5 separate regions of the Mus musculus genome follow, and all the other regions are linked to region 3. The links are chromatin contacts, called in public HiCAR-type and HiChIP or PLAC-seq maps. All regions are on one chromosome and are shown on one strand. Each heading gives the region's core, a stretch centred on a gene start, on an enhancer-like site or on the middle of the called end of the contact. The rest is flanking DNA. Distances are from core to core; before and after follow the strand shown. Region 1 holds the start of Dync1i2 (dynein cytoplasmic 1 intermediate chain 2). Region 2 has its middle 15 kb from the start of Gm30940. Region 3 holds the start of Cdca7 (cell division cycle associated 7). Region 4 overlaps Wipf1 (WAS/WASL interacting protein family, member 1). Region 5 holds the start of Wipf1 (WAS/WASL interacting protein family, member 1).

Region 1 (2,700 bases), core at 67-2,566, 1.3 Mb before region 3:
ATTAAACTTAAACAATGTTCTTCCTGTCAGTTTTCTAGAAGATAAGAAAGTAATGCTTTGGTATTACCTTTAATATTTAGCAAATAACGCTTTAATACTTGGCAAATAATGCTTCAGATTATTCAAATAAATTCTTCAAGCCACATGCATCAGCCCATGCACTTCTGGTAAATTCTTATTTCAATTATTTTCTTTATATTAAAAATCTAACCAGATCCAATAGTATAAAATGCTTTCTTACCAAACACACTTTTTGGAGGAAACTATTCTGTTATAAAATACTAGAAATTATTTTTATGCTAATTATTTTTTTGTTTTGTTTTGTTTTGTTTTGTTTTTAGAGACAGGGTTTCTCTGTATAGCCCTGGTTGTCCTGGAACTCACTTTGTAGACCAGGCTGGCCTTGAACTAAGAAATCCGCCTGCCTCTGCCACTGTCTCCGGAGTGCTGGGATTAAAGGCGTGCGCCACCATGCCCTGCTTAAATTAATATATTTTTATTTAAAGATTTATTTATTTTATTTATACAAGAACACTGTAGCTATCTTCAGACACACCAGAAGAGGGCATCAGATCTCATTACAGATGGTTGTGAGTCACCAATGTGGTCGCTGGGAATTGAACTCAGGACCTCTGGAAGAGCAGCCAGTGCTCTTAACAGTTGAGCCATCTCTCCAGCCCCAATATATGTTTATTTTTGATCTTGTGTCACATGCTACAAGAATCCTCAATAATCCATGGCCCCTGCAAATCAATCTACGAGCACATGCCTATAAATAAACTTCTTAAAATGCCCTTTTCTCAGGTTCATTATGGAAAAACAGGACTTAAGATTTTGTTAATGTTGGGCCACAGACCTTAAGCAGCACATGCTGCATTGTAATCATTGTTCCACGGAAGAAAACACCTTCAATACAAACTCTGGAATGTTCTCATTAGCATTTTAAGGGCAGAAAGATGGCCTTGGTGCTGGGGACAGGAAAGCTAAGACTGACTACATATCCCAGCATTCCTTGCCTCTAGTGGGACCACAACTCCCACAGAGCTTCGCTCGCCCAGGCAGGGCGCCTGGTTGCCGGGACTTGAAGTTCTCTGGAGGTATTGAGGGCTCCGCCCCAGGATGTGAGGTGTGGTTGTCCAGCTTTTGCCAAAGCGGAAACGCTTCGGGCCCCGGGCCGGTGTATCTGTTTCAACCGGGAGATTCTGTTTTACAAAAGGTAAGTCACGGAGAGGCCGCCCCTCTGCGCTGGGCGGCAAAGACTCTGATTCTGTGTGAGACCGCGTCTCGGCGCAGCCATTTGTCCCTCGGCTCTCGCCGTAGCGGCCGCCGCCCATCCCTCTTTGTGTGCTTGGGACGCCGCGGATCTGCGGCGGCGACAGTTGGAGAGGGACGTTCCCGGGAAGTTACCGGCCAGAGAAAGCGATCTCCACTCCGCCACCTGACAGGTCGGTCGGCCGCGCTTCCTTCAAGTCCCTTTTGCCTCTGATGGCCGCTTTGGAGCTCGTAGGGCCGCCCGGCCGATATTCTGACAGCGCCGGCCCGGGTGACTCAAAGCGGCCTGGGGAGGCCACCAGGGCCCTTGGCAACCCTTCGGGACCCTCCGCAGGCGGCCTGGACCCTCGGGATTTGTCCTGCACCCGTCTGGTGGACCTCGGACACACCCCAGCCCGGACCGCACCCTCTTGGCCTTAAGCCTAGGGAGAAAGTAATTCCTTAAGCTTTGCTTGGTTTTTATTAATAAAGATCACTACTACTTGGGTCAGTAGCAATGACCAGGCACCTAGCGTGTGTGTTGGAGGTCTCTGAACACTGTGATTGTAAACATCATTCTAGACACTTTCCTTTTTCCGGAGTTTTAAGAAAATGAACCTGTCAGTCACGGAGCAGAGGCCCTGACCTGTCTGATAATGAGGGAGCTAACTGATCGCCCGTGCTTCAGCGGGACAAAATAGTTAGAGTTGAAGGAAGAAGTATTTCTTCAAACTAGATTCCAGGCAGTATTGGTATATTGTTGACAATTGGTCCTAAACAGAAAATAATATGTATTATTTATCATACATAATACAAAAAAAAATCATACAGAGTGATGTGTATGGAAACTTTCTTCAACAGCCCTTACAGTATGAAGCTTTTTAGAGACCTGAAAAGAGTGGGTGAAGAAACACGAGCTTTGCTTTGCGAGTTTGTTCAAATGACTTGGTTGGGAGTATATATAAGAGTGTATATTCTAGCTGCATATGTATCAAAAGATGGCCTAGTCGGCCATCACTGGAAAGAGAGGCCCATTGGATACGCAAACATTGTATGCCCCAGTACAGGGGAACGCCAGGGCCAAAAAGGGGGAGTGGGTGGGTAGGGGAGTGGGGGTGGGTGGGTATGGGGGACTTTTGGTATAGCATTGGAAATGTAAATGAGCTAAATACCTAATAAAAAATGGAAAAAAAAGTGTATATTAAAGGGATTTCCTGTTACTTGCTCACTAGTTTTTGCCCACTGTCCTGTCTTTCTGAAGTACGCTACCAAGAATTCTCCCTTTTTCATTTACATAGAAGAATGTTTTTCATTTTCATAGATGAATTTTTCCTCCTTACCAAATTTGCCCTTAATCCAACTTTATTGTGATCCTAAGAGATTCCTAGACTTTTCAAGAGGTTATTAACCCAGTTTCCTTAATCAAAAGCATTTAATCCTGCAGTTGTA
Region 2 (2,771 bases), core at 109-2,608, 1.1 Mb after region 3:
CTATCTCTGGTCTAGCCTTCAGAAGTGACTGTGACATCATCTCCGACGACTCCTCTGGGCTCCTTGGCACCCTTGATATGCCAACTTCTGAGGAGAGCCTCTCTGCTAGAACTCTTTCTAGATCTGTACCCCAACCCCCCTGACCCCCTGAGTTCCTCAAGTATAAGGATTTTGTTGTTGTTGTCTTGTTTTTCCATTTCTGAGTCCTTCATTTGCATATTTGCTACTTCTTGAGGCCTTGTACAAAGCACCTATCTCAGGGCTTTACTGCTGTGAACAAACATCATGACCAAGGCGACTCTTACAAGGACAACATTTAATTGGGACTGGCTTACAGGTTCAGAGGTTCGGTCCATTATCATCAAGGTGGGAACATGGCAGCATCCAGGCAGGCACGACAGGCAGAACTGAGAGTTCTACATCTTCATCTGAAGGCTGCTAGGAGAATACTGACCTCCAGGCAGCTAGGATGAGGGTCTTAGAGCCCACAGTGACATACCTACTCCAACAAGGCCACACCTTCTAATAGTGCCACTCCCTGGGCCGAGCATATGCAAACCATCACAGAATCCTTTCTGGAAAGCAAGCTTGAAAAACAGAGAAGAATGCAGATGCCATAAAGATAGGAGGACATGCACATAGTGACGCACCAAGGAGGTTGAGGCCAGACAATCAAAAGTTTGAGACCAGTCTGAGCTAGATTCAGTGGAAGATGAGGAGATGGTGGTCCTAGCATCAGGATGGAAGAGCTGAGAAATAGAAGGCTGGGGACAGCAGATGTTGACATAGTTCAACAGTGTCACAGTTCAACTGAAGGCTCACGTTGGGTTGTGGACTTGTTCCTGGTGTGCCCTATGACTGGGAGATGCACCCTGGCTGCAGAAACTTCAGGCCTTATGGAAGGCATGCTGCTTCCGGGTTGGAAGCATGGAACAGACTCTGGGGAAGGAGATGGCTATGCCAGGCAGGGCAGCCTCTGCAGTGATAGCAGATTGGTTACGGACTCCCTCTGATCCGACTGGCACTACCAGCTTGGGAAACAGTTTCTTGTGGGATTCATGTCCCTGTGGTTAATGGGGAAAGAGATGAAATAGGTTTTGACTGATGAGAGACAGATCCAAGCCTTTTGTTAGGGGTTGGATGTCAACTGTGCCCCACAGGCTTCTGTTCTGAGTGGCTATTCTCAAACTGGTGGCACTGCTTTTGGGGCTGTGGATCCTGGAAGGGGTGGGGCTTGATGGGTGGTAGTGACTCAGTGGGGGTGGGCCTTTGAAGGTTATTAGCCAGGTCCCTAGCCTCTGCTGCTGCCTGTTTCCTGGTGGGCAGGCATGCAACTGAATCTGCCTCATGGTCTGTCGTGCCCATCCCCCAACTAGACACATGAACACCATATGGGCAGCTTGTTAAGACTGCAGTTGTGGGCCCTGCCTATACTCACTGGGCCTGGGCCTGTACCTTAAAAGATTCCTAAGTAAGTTCAAGTTGAAGAATTATGGAGAGGGCCTGGAGATCACCGATAATCACTAATGACAGCATATTGTATTAGAGAAGTGTTAACAGGGATTAAGGGTTTCAACATGCACACACACACACACTAATAAGTATATCAGACATGCACATGTTAAATAAGTTGGCAATTCATATATTGTACATCAGAAATATGTATAATTTTTACTTGTCAATTAAAAGTGAATTTTTAAAAAATGCTAGAACTAGAGAGGTGGTCAGCAGTCAAGAGCTCTTACAGAGGACCTGGGTTCAGTTCCTAGTACCCACAGGACAGCTCACAGCCATGAGGGACACCAGTCCCAGGGTGTCTGATACTCTCTTCCAGCCTCCATACAGGACACAGATGTACACACAGGCAAACACACATAGGCATAAAATAAAAGGGAGAAAAATAATGATAAAGAAGCCAGAGACATCTCCTCTTCTCCTCTGGCTCTTACTCCCTTACCCTCTTCCTCCCTTTTCCCCATTTCCCGCTCCCCCCACCCACCCTGCCACGTGCTCATGGCCGACCTCCTCCACTCCTCCTCCTCCTCCTCCTCTTCCTCTTTCTGTCTCTTTGTCTGTCTCCCTCTCTGTCTTTCTCTGTCTCTAGTACCCTCTCAAATCGCCCCTGCATGTCCTAAATCAACTCTGTTCCATATTAGAAGAAGGAAGAGGAGGAGAAGGAGGAGGAGGAAGACGACGAGGAGGACGAGGACGGGGAGAAGAAGAAGAAGAAGAAGAAGAAGAAGAAGAAGAAGAAGAAGAAGAAGAAGAAGAAGAAGCCGCCTGAGATGTTTGCCAGTAACTGATTTTGTCACTTTGGACAAGTCACTTATGACCTGTGTTTATGCTGTGGTCCATAAAACCCTTCCTTCACAGGATGACAGGATTGCAGTGCCTAAATGATAATAATGTATCATCCCCCGGGGCCCTGGCTCAGCACCCGCTGCAGTAAGGAGCAATATGCAACCTGGATAGCCTCCTCATTGCTCAGAGTATCAGTTTCCACCCCGTTAAAATCAGAGCAATGGGTATCCTAGCCCACAGGGATGTCGACGTGTAGAGGGAGGATGTGTGCACCAGGGTCCAGCCAAGCTGGTGTTGAAAGCTCATTTTAGCCTTATTGGTGGGCGTGTGTTGACCTGAGACCATGGTGTGAACTCAGGTCTGCCTCTGCGCTGCTAGGAGCACCTGCTTCTTACTGCTTGTCCAACAAGAACGTGGCTTCTGGGAGCTGAACCATGAGTGCCAAAGGGGAGGGGACCCAAACCTTTCTA
Region 3 (2,718 bases), core at 148-2,647:
CAAGAAGAGTAAAAATGCTCAGTGTAGAACATTACCCAGGCAAAGTGGCCCGGATGCCCCCTTCGTTCTGTGACCTCACATGGTCAGTTCTACTTGCACAAACCATATTCACAAGAACATTGTACTAAGGACAATTTTAGGTCTCCATCCACATACTTATTCATCCAACAAGTGTTGGTTGAACTCCTGGCTGCTACCAGGAATTTTGCCAAACAAATCAATTAGCTGCTTCTCTTGATGCCTAAGTTGGAGACTGGAGTTCTTTGTCTCTAGCACAGAGGGAGGGTGACCCCTGGGCAGCTCCTTCCAATCCATTGTCTTCCTCGGTTATTTATGTCTTTATGGTCAGTACCTAGAGAGGTGTGTGTGTGTGTGTGTGTGTGTGTGTGTGTGTGTTGCGCATGCTCTCTTCACAGAAAAGGACTGTGGCAACATCAATACTAAGAGAAAAGTTTTGAAATAAGGGGGAATGCTTACACTTCAAGAAATGTTTTAAATCTATGATTATAATTAAAGCTCTTTTAAAAAGCACCCAAGGTTTTTCGGTCGTTGCTGTTTGGGTTTTTTTTTTTCCCCCTGTGTTTTACTCTTTAAAAACAGGGGAGCCTCGTTTCATCCCTGTGCCGGTCTTAGTGAGAAGGGCTATAAGAAAGAAAGAAAGAAAGAAAGAAAGAAAGAAAGAAAGAAAGAAAGAAAGAAAGAAAGAAAGATCTTCTAACTAGCTCTGGTTGTTCCCAATTTTGCCTGGAGAAAAATGGACAATCCACAGTGTAATCGCCTGCAGCTTTTATCTCCGAAAGATAAAGCTCTAAAGACTTTTACCCTTCGGAGAGGCTTTACTCAACTGAAGGGCTATTTTTAAACCCACGCCGGAATCTTTCTTGAAGCAACAGGACTTAACTGGTCTATTGACTACATATAGATAGTGGTGTGGTTGCTAGATAAGAGGTGCTATGCTCTCAGATATTTGTGGGTGGTATCCCCGTTCTGTTCTTTAACATTTTTAAGAGATTAAACTACAGCGAAAGTGTGAACGCAGTAAGAGGCTCTACCAGCCTTACAATCTCCCGTTTTGTATGCAAATCAGACGGCCAGTCTCAGGACCTCGGCAGCCACTTTCGCGCCACTTCCCAGGACCGCGCAGCTTCATAAAAAGCCAGTGGCACTGAGTTCCCACAACGCCACTGTTTCATAGAACATTCAGCAGTTTCCGAGGACACTCAAGGTTATTACAACCACGAGAACCGCTTCTATTTTTTTCCAGAGCTGGGACGCTTCGGGTACCGCTAAAGAGGTCATCTTAGCTGGCAGGACCTGCGTCCCGGCGCGGGAAAGCCGGTGGCCCCGCCCCTCCGGCGGCGGAGTGCGCGCCCCGCCTCTGTCCCGGAGCTCGGGTTGTTCGGGCTCTGAGTGCTGGTGTGTTCCGACGAACTATCCCCGTTCCGAGTGCCTGGGTACCCGCCGCCAACATGGAGGCTCGCCGCGCGCGGGTGAGGCCCGGCCGGGTGCACCGGGGCGGGGTTGGTGGGTGCTAGACACGGGCGGGTCCGGGCCACTTCCCTCCGACTCCGCGGGTTAGCTCCGCTCACTTGTCCCACGCGCTCCTGATTGTCGCCAGGTTGAGGGAAATCACAGATCGATTTTCTTATAATCTTTGCACCCAGGATAACTCAAGGCCAAGGTGATGCGCCCGCCGGCGCGCACGGAGTTGCCAGCGTTCCCGGAACCTGCGGCACGGGCGCTCATGCTCCACGTGCGCGCGGAGGCCTGGGACTCGCCGCTGGCCATCCTGTCTGGCGGTCGTATCCCAGCCTTCCACCTTCTGGGACCTCACCCTGCACGACCCGCTGGCGGCGAGTGCGTTGTTACCTACGCGTGCACTAGTGGCCCTGGGATCGATCCTCTTTTGCTCTGCGTCCCCTTCTAACCACTCTGGATCTGCGGGTTTAGCGTAGATGGCCTTGTGAGCATTTCTTGAGAACTTGGGTTGTGCACGTGGGGGGAGGTATTGTTTTAGTCCTAGGCTGTGGTCAGATGCAATTTTGGGGCCCAGCGATGCAAGTCGTGTGCCGCGACCGTTTAGTAACCTTCCCTGCGTCCCCCAACTCCCCACCCGTCCCACCCTTTTCTTCCCGGCTTGCAGCTGCGAGCTGGAACGTAACTCTTTTTGCTCCAACGGAAGCCAGAACTTATGTCCTGCCCTGGAGTGGGTTGAAGAGTGGGGGGATGGGCGGAAAGGAAGACAGTGACGTGCTTCAAATAAATATCGGGTTCGGGGGCCCTTGTGGCGAGGTCTGAGTGGGTAGACGGAGTCGTGGTCTCATAGCGGATCTCCGCGCGTGGGGAAATGGGCTTGGAGTTTGGCTTGCCTTGGTGCATATTTGGACACCTGACTGGAGGAATCGACTTCACCTCTCCGCACTTCAGTTTTCTTACTTATTTAAGTGATGGTAACGTCGCTGCAAAGAATTAAGCGAACATCAGTACCAAATCTGCCGTCAAAGAACACTCACCGTAAACAGAATTAAGAGTTACATCTGCCAAAAAAGTTCACCCCAGGCACGACCTTTGGCTCTCCTTTTTTGTGTGTCTTTTCCATCGAAGACATACTTGCCTGGTGAATGACTGACCGTTGGCCTGTCCTGGCTTGTTAAAGATTAGCCTCTTTTCCTGATGGCTTTTGATTGACTGCCTCCCCTGAGGCTGACATGGAGTTAA
Region 4 (2,700 bases), core at 141-2,640, 1.0 Mb after region 3:
TAAATGCAAGTGGCCTTTCTGAGTCAGTGATAGAGCACTGTCAGCAGGACCCTGGTAGCGGTAAAGTCGCCGTTTACAGGAAATATAGCTTCATGTTAGTAACAATAATGGCAGAGCTAAGGGTGACATTACAGAGCACTTGAAACTGTTCTCTTTGGAGGTATATGAGGGATAGGATAGAGTCTTGCTATGAAGCCCAGACTGGGCTCAAATTTGCAATCCTCCGGTCTCAGCTTTCTGAAGACTGGAGTGCCACTACACCAGGCTCTAGAAATGCTATCAGAGGGCAGAGGGCAGACTGCAAGCTCCCCACTGACTTCCTCCCTTCCTGTATGGAGGGTAAACTATAGTTCTAACCAATAGTGTGGAGTAGAGGCATCCAGGAAACCAAAGCTGGGACACAGCCAAGACCATCCTGGGGGGGGGGGGGGGGAATGTCAAACTTTAGGCTCTGAGGCCCACAGACACTAGGACAACCTGCTACAGGATCTACAGGAGAGAAGTTGCCCAAGGTGTTTCTGACTACCTCACGCCTCATTACTAGAGTGACCAGCTAAGGTATCTGCTCTAGAATGAGGCAGGATCACAGGAATGCTAACACATCCTCTAAAGAGCTAAGGAATTCAACTGAGAAAAGCAGCCAGAAGTCTGACTTTCCTAATGGACAGCTAAGAAGTCAGAGGACTTGGACCCTGTAAACTTCTCATTTCTGAAAATGAAGTAGTTGTCAATCTTTTAAACATTGGTATGACTAGGGGTGGGAGGAAGGAATTCTGGCCACAAAATGCATGTGTTGGTTGTACAGCAGTGTGTGTATGTGTGTGTGTGTGTGTGTGCACATTTTACATTTACAATGTATGCATTTGAGTAACATTTAAATTCCATACTTAATTTTTCACAGACTGGAGCGACAGTAAAGAAGGAAGAGGGATAGAGATCTAGGAACAATCGAAATAACTTCCAGGAACTCCGATTTACTGCTCAGAAACTGGTTAGGTAGGACTGCCAAGAATCGATAGACTGCTAGATAACAGTGCTTTTGTTTAAGCATAAGTAGATCAATTTTAATTATTCAGGTTTATCGTCCCAAATGGAGAGAGCCACCTTTCAAGAATTAAAGGGATTTCCCCCAAACCAGTAAATAAGTGGTGGACCTAGGATTTGATACCAAAGCTTCTGACAGCATCCAGTGTCACTTCCTGTGCACGTGCAAACAGTCCTCTTGCTGTTCAGGCTCCGAGAGAGGAGAGCCAGAGTCCGTCCATGCACATTGCCCTGGGTTGTCTAGGAAAAAGCGTCCCACTGAAGTCAGCTTGTCCAGACAGACAGAGAGCAACTGCTTCCCTCAGAAACTGTGGGGGGATTTTTGGGGCATTACATCATGTAAAGGCTTTCCCCTTCCCACTCATTCGAAAAGACTACATGCACGGAATCTGTGAGCCCTTGGAGCAGTTAAAGGGAAGTTGAAAGGTTGACAAAGTTCTCCTGATGGTGCCCCACACAGTGGAACGTTGTTTGTGTGGTTGCAATGTAATGGAAGCTGGAATTATCAGGCTTTGGACCATCTGCTCCCAAAGTCAGAGCCCTCCCTCCCTCCCTAGCTGGCTCACTATCTGGCATGCCACAGGGCCTGACGCCATACACCAAGTTGGCTTCTTTCAACCTTACGGAACTGGATTGCAAATAACCAAGCTGTTTGTTCATCTTTATGGCTAATCAAGATAGAAGGGAAATGAGGAGTTTCTTTGTTCATAAAAAGAATGGCTAGGGACACAGAAAAGCCATGCTGCTACACAGGTCTCCTCCAGGGGGGGCCCTAGAGCTGAGAGGATGAAGGACACATGCCCCATCCCTAACCCAGATACTAGCTCCAAATGATAATGACTAGCAAATTGAAAATTAGAATTTAGTGTTCTCCAAAGGAGTCTCACTGGGGACACAAACTGTTCCTCAGGGTAGGGCATGCCCAGGAGTAAATGCCAACAGAAAGCAAGCTCAAGGGAGTCTTTGTTGGGTCACTGCCTCACAATGTTGGGTCAGGCTTTTTTCCTTGTCTTTTTCTTTTTGTTTTTTTTTTATATATGTATTTTTTTATTCTCTCTTTTTTACCTTACAGGTCTTTTGCATACATAGCATCACAGTATTATGGAATTCCCGAGAATGAGAATGTGTGTCTCTTTTTCTTGTGTCTTCCTTGGGCTTTTTTTCTTTCTTTCTTTCTTTTTTTTTTCTATTTTGTTCTATCCCAATGTGTAGATTTTTTTATTCCTATTTTATCATTATCCCATAGAAGCCTGTGTATTTGCTAATGAGAGACAGAAAGGGGGTGGATCCTGATGGGAGGGAGGTGGGGAGGAGCTAGGAGGAGCAGAGGAAGGGAGAACCATAATCAGGAGATATATATGTATATGTATATGTATGTATGTGTATATATATATATATATATATATATATATATATATACACGTGAAAAAAAAAAACAAAACTATTTTCAATAAAAGAAAAAAACCCTGAAAGATAAAATAATATTTAGAAAGTCCCTATTTTAAAAGTGAATTATGAAAACACGAGTGTTCTCAAAATGATAATTATGTAATTATTAGGAATAAAAATAATTGTTAGTCATAAAAAAAAATTCCTGTTGTCACCCAGGATGAGGTTAAGAATCACAGTAAATACAGGATTCCAGAAGCAGGCAGG
Region 5 (2,734 bases), core at 100-2,599, 1.1 Mb after region 3:
AGAACACTTGGAAAACCCAGTCTGCAGCTTCTCTTCAGCCGGCAACCGGCACTCACAGATATGTGTACGATCTGTACACATATGTGTACACCACCCCATGCCTCTGAGAGGATCAGCCTGGTGAACCGCAACTGGCAGGTAATCAGGGTAGAAGGCAGTGCCCTGAGCACTGTAAGAAGCAGAGAGCCCATAGTTTATGAAAGACTTTCTCTCTTTAAGAAGTCAAAAACATGATCTACAAACTTTTAAGTTATTTATCAATTATTGAAATAAGCATTTTTTGAGGAGGCAAAAAAAAATCTATCAAATGAAAATACAGTATTCAAATTATATGGAAGCTGTTAAAAGAAAACCTACCCAGGCTGCACACGTGTCCGCTGTCCCTGTGGGTCTACCTGCAGGCCCGCTCAGGAACCAGAGAGATGAAGGGCAAGGAAGATCCAAGACAGACTAGCGATTTTCAGAGAAAGAGACCAAATCTGCTCACTGTAGAAACCCTGAGGGGTTAGGAGCCTATAGCCCGGGGATATTCCTTGGAGATTAAGCAAGACCCAGTCAAACCAGGTTCCACACAGACACACCTTTTGTTAATCTGAGTTCAAAGTCTAGCCACAAACCGAGGATCTGGGTCATCCCTATTGGATTTCTCTTGCACTAGTTAAGTTTCACTGTTCTTTCTTTGAAAAGAAAAGCATGCTAAAGTAGCGGGAGATGAAGGCTGAAGGGAAGCGGTCCACGATTTAGGGAGAGGCCCCGGGCGCAAAGCCCTGACCCGAGCTGGCCGCCCTTTCAGGAGCAGACATAGGCACCTAGAGCGCGCCCATACCCGGGATCAGGCTGCCCGGGAGCACTGGAGCCAAGTTCTGGGAGCCCTAAACTCCAAAGTCACCCGCCCTCGGTGGAGATGGAGTTGCAGATGCGGTTCCCGGGCATCCCAGGGAGACCGCGGTTAGATCCATCGGGTCCACGGGCGGTCCTGGGTCGGTGCAGCCCCGCAGCGCTCAGCGGGGATCGCGGCATCTCGAGCCCCGGCAGCCGCCGCCCCTTCCTCCCGCGCGGGCTGGACCGCGGGCCTGAGCGGGGATCGCTCCCCTGGGCGCCGAGGACGCGGCCCCGACAACCCGCCCGTCTGCACCCCAACTCCGTGCACCCCGGACGCGCCCTGCATGGTGGGGCGCGGCTCCCTTACCGTGCAGCGGCTCCGGGCGGCTCCTCGGCCCCGCGGCGCGCGGGGCATTTTTTTCTGGGAAACTTCTCTCTGGGTCCGCAGGGCTGAGCCGGGGCGGGCAGGAAAAGCGCTCCGCGCCGGGAGGCTGCGACCATCCGGGAACTTCGCCGAGATGTGCGCCCTCCCCCTCGGCCCGCGTCCTCCCCCTACGGCCCCCGCCACACGCGGACGCCGAGGCAGCCGCTGGCCCTTCGCCCTTCGCCCTCGCCGCGCCCTGACTTCCGAGGCCGGCGGGACCGGAGCCTGGGCTGGGCTCTCCCCGGGGCGGAGGCCGAGGGGTCCGGACCTGCGTGCGCCCAGGAGCCGGACCTGGAAGGGATACCCAACCCAAGACGCTGTCCCTAGAAACTACCCGGGCCTCCGAGTGGGGTGCTCTCCCCCCAACACAGGGAAAGCCTTTTCCGGTCATCTCCACTCCGCTCCCGAATCAGAGGGCGCCCCCCGCTTTGAGAAACTTAAAAGTTTCCATTCACTGTAAAAACTGGCTTCTAAGATGGAGTGGCCCCACTGAAGCCCAAGGGCCACGCGCGTCCCCAATCCCCGCCCACTGGGAGCGCACAGCTCTTCCCAGGGTAAGGTGCCTATCGGTTGGGATTCTTGGAATCTTTTTTTTTTTTTTTTCCACCGACTTCTGCAAACATAGAAAGATCAAGAGCCGAGCGAGTATAAGGAGAAACCCGAGGCCCTTTCACATGGCTCTTGCCAGTTCTCAAAAACACCACTATCAGGCCTTAAAGGCAAGTTAACACTGGGATGACACATTAGAACATATACATTTGAAAGACAAAGACAGTTATGGTCAGTATAACTACTGGACCGGATAGTAAAGCTACCGAGACGACGTAGCTCTCTGGGTAAAGGCAGGGAAGCTTTGAAAGATGCACCTCAGAATGTGGCATCTAGAATGCCTCGGCTTCAGGCTTTCTGTGCTGAGTTGTCCCTATGTGTGCAGTCTCTGTGACATGCTTCTGGCGGATACGATAATCCTGGAAAGACAGCGACAGGGCCACCTCTCCTAAACTCTTATTAGCGTTTTTTTTTGTTTTTTTTTTTGTTTGTTTGTTTGTTTTTTTTTTTTTTTTGGTAGGAGTCTCTAAATGCACTCTTTCCTTTTTGTTTTGTTTTTGTTATTTTTAGGTCTCACCATGAATTCCAGGATGGTTACAAACTCCCACTGTTAACTGTATTCGTCTAAGGTCTATGCTATATTTGCCTTTTATGTATGTATTTATTTAATGTGTACAAGTGGTTTGCCTGCAAATATATCTATCTGTATCATGTGCTTGCCTGGTGCCACAGAGGCCATAAGAAGGTGTGGGATGCCCTGATAATGGAATTACAGACGGTTGGGAGCTACCACGTAGATGCTGGGAATCTAAGTGTCCTCTGTTAAGAGCAGCAAGTGCTCTTAACCGCTGAACCATTTTCTCCAGTTCTGGCGCATTGAGTTTGGATCTTTTCCTGGGTTAGCAGTGTGTGGTAAATATTCCTTCTTGTTGCTTGACA

Evidence for each region. HiCAR-type assays count read pairs that join an accessible place to other places. HiChIP or PLAC-seq counts read pairs in DNA pulled down with a chosen protein or histone mark.
Region 1: a contact with region 3 is called in an HNF4G HiChIP or PLAC-seq map of pancreatic cancer cells. The contact joins the promoter of Dync1i2 here to the promoter of Cdca7 in region 3. A contact is called at or near these places in 1 of 39 promoter capture datasets (liver) and 1 of 115 datasets of contacts at active chromatin or transcription factors (pancreatic cancer cells).
Region 2: a contact with region 3 is called in an H3K4me3 HiChIP or PLAC-seq map of embryonic limb bud, with 5 times the contacts expected there. The contact joins the enhancer-like site here to the promoter of Cdca7 in region 3. A contact is called at or near these places in 7 of 39 promoter capture datasets (the 3T3-L1 cell line, 3T3-L1-derived adipocytes, the C10 cell line and 3 more) and 1 of 115 datasets of contacts at active chromatin or transcription factors (embryonic limb bud).
Region 4: a contact with region 3 is called in a HiCAR-type map of astrocytes, with 2.8 times the contacts expected there. The contact joins the enhancer-like site here to the promoter of Cdca7 in region 3. A contact is called at or near these places in 2 of 39 promoter capture datasets (hippocampal neurons and pre-B cells) and 2 of 115 datasets of contacts at active chromatin or transcription factors (astrocytes and embryonic stem cells).
Region 5: a contact with region 3 is called in an H3K27ac HiChIP or PLAC-seq map of microglia, with 8 times the contacts expected there. The contact joins the promoter of Wipf1 here to the promoter of Cdca7 in region 3. A contact is called at or near these places in 7 of 39 promoter capture datasets (the 3T3-L1 cell line, 3T3-L1-derived adipocytes, the C10 cell line and 3 more), 3 of 115 datasets of contacts at active chromatin or transcription factors (embryonic stem cells, large pre-B cells and microglia) and 2 of 9 other capture datasets (adipose tissue and liver).

What each region holds. Positions count from the first base shown.
Region 1 is chr2:71,210,630-71,213,329 of GRCm38.p6, forward strand. Dync1i2 (dynein cytoplasmic 1 intermediate chain 2) reads left to right here and starts at 1,317. Exons shown (of 16, transcript NM_010064.4): 1 at 1,317-1,445.
Region 2 is chr2:73,544,408-73,547,178 of GRCm38.p6, forward strand. No RefSeq gene overlaps it. Among named protein-coding and RNA genes, the nearest start is that of Gm30940, 15 kb to the right of the region's middle. Within about 2 kb of position 1,359, at least 13 of the 459 cell types and tissues checked have an H3K27ac peak or open chromatin away from gene starts, as enhancers often do. A contact at or near this core is called in embryonic limb bud, where this site is marked.
Region 3 is chr2:72,474,822-72,477,539 of GRCm38.p6, forward strand. It overlaps Cdca7 (cell division cycle associated 7), which reads left to right and starts at 1,398. Exons shown (of 9, transcript NM_025866.3): 1 at 1,398-1,490. The coding sequence starts at 1,470.
Region 4 is chr2:73,490,336-73,493,035 of GRCm38.p6, forward strand. The region is part of intron 1 of Wipf1 (WAS/WASL interacting protein family, member 1); the gene reads right to left. Among named protein-coding and RNA genes, the nearest start is that of Wipf1, 38 kb to the right of the region's middle. Within about 2 kb of position 1,391, at least 44 of the 459 cell types and tissues checked have an H3K27ac peak or open chromatin away from gene starts, as enhancers often do. A contact at or near this core is called in astrocytes, where this site is marked.
Region 5 is chr2:73,528,138-73,530,871 of GRCm38.p6, forward strand. Wipf1 (WAS/WASL interacting protein family, member 1) reads right to left here and starts at 1,350. Exons shown (of 8, transcript NM_153138.4): 1 at 1,190-1,350.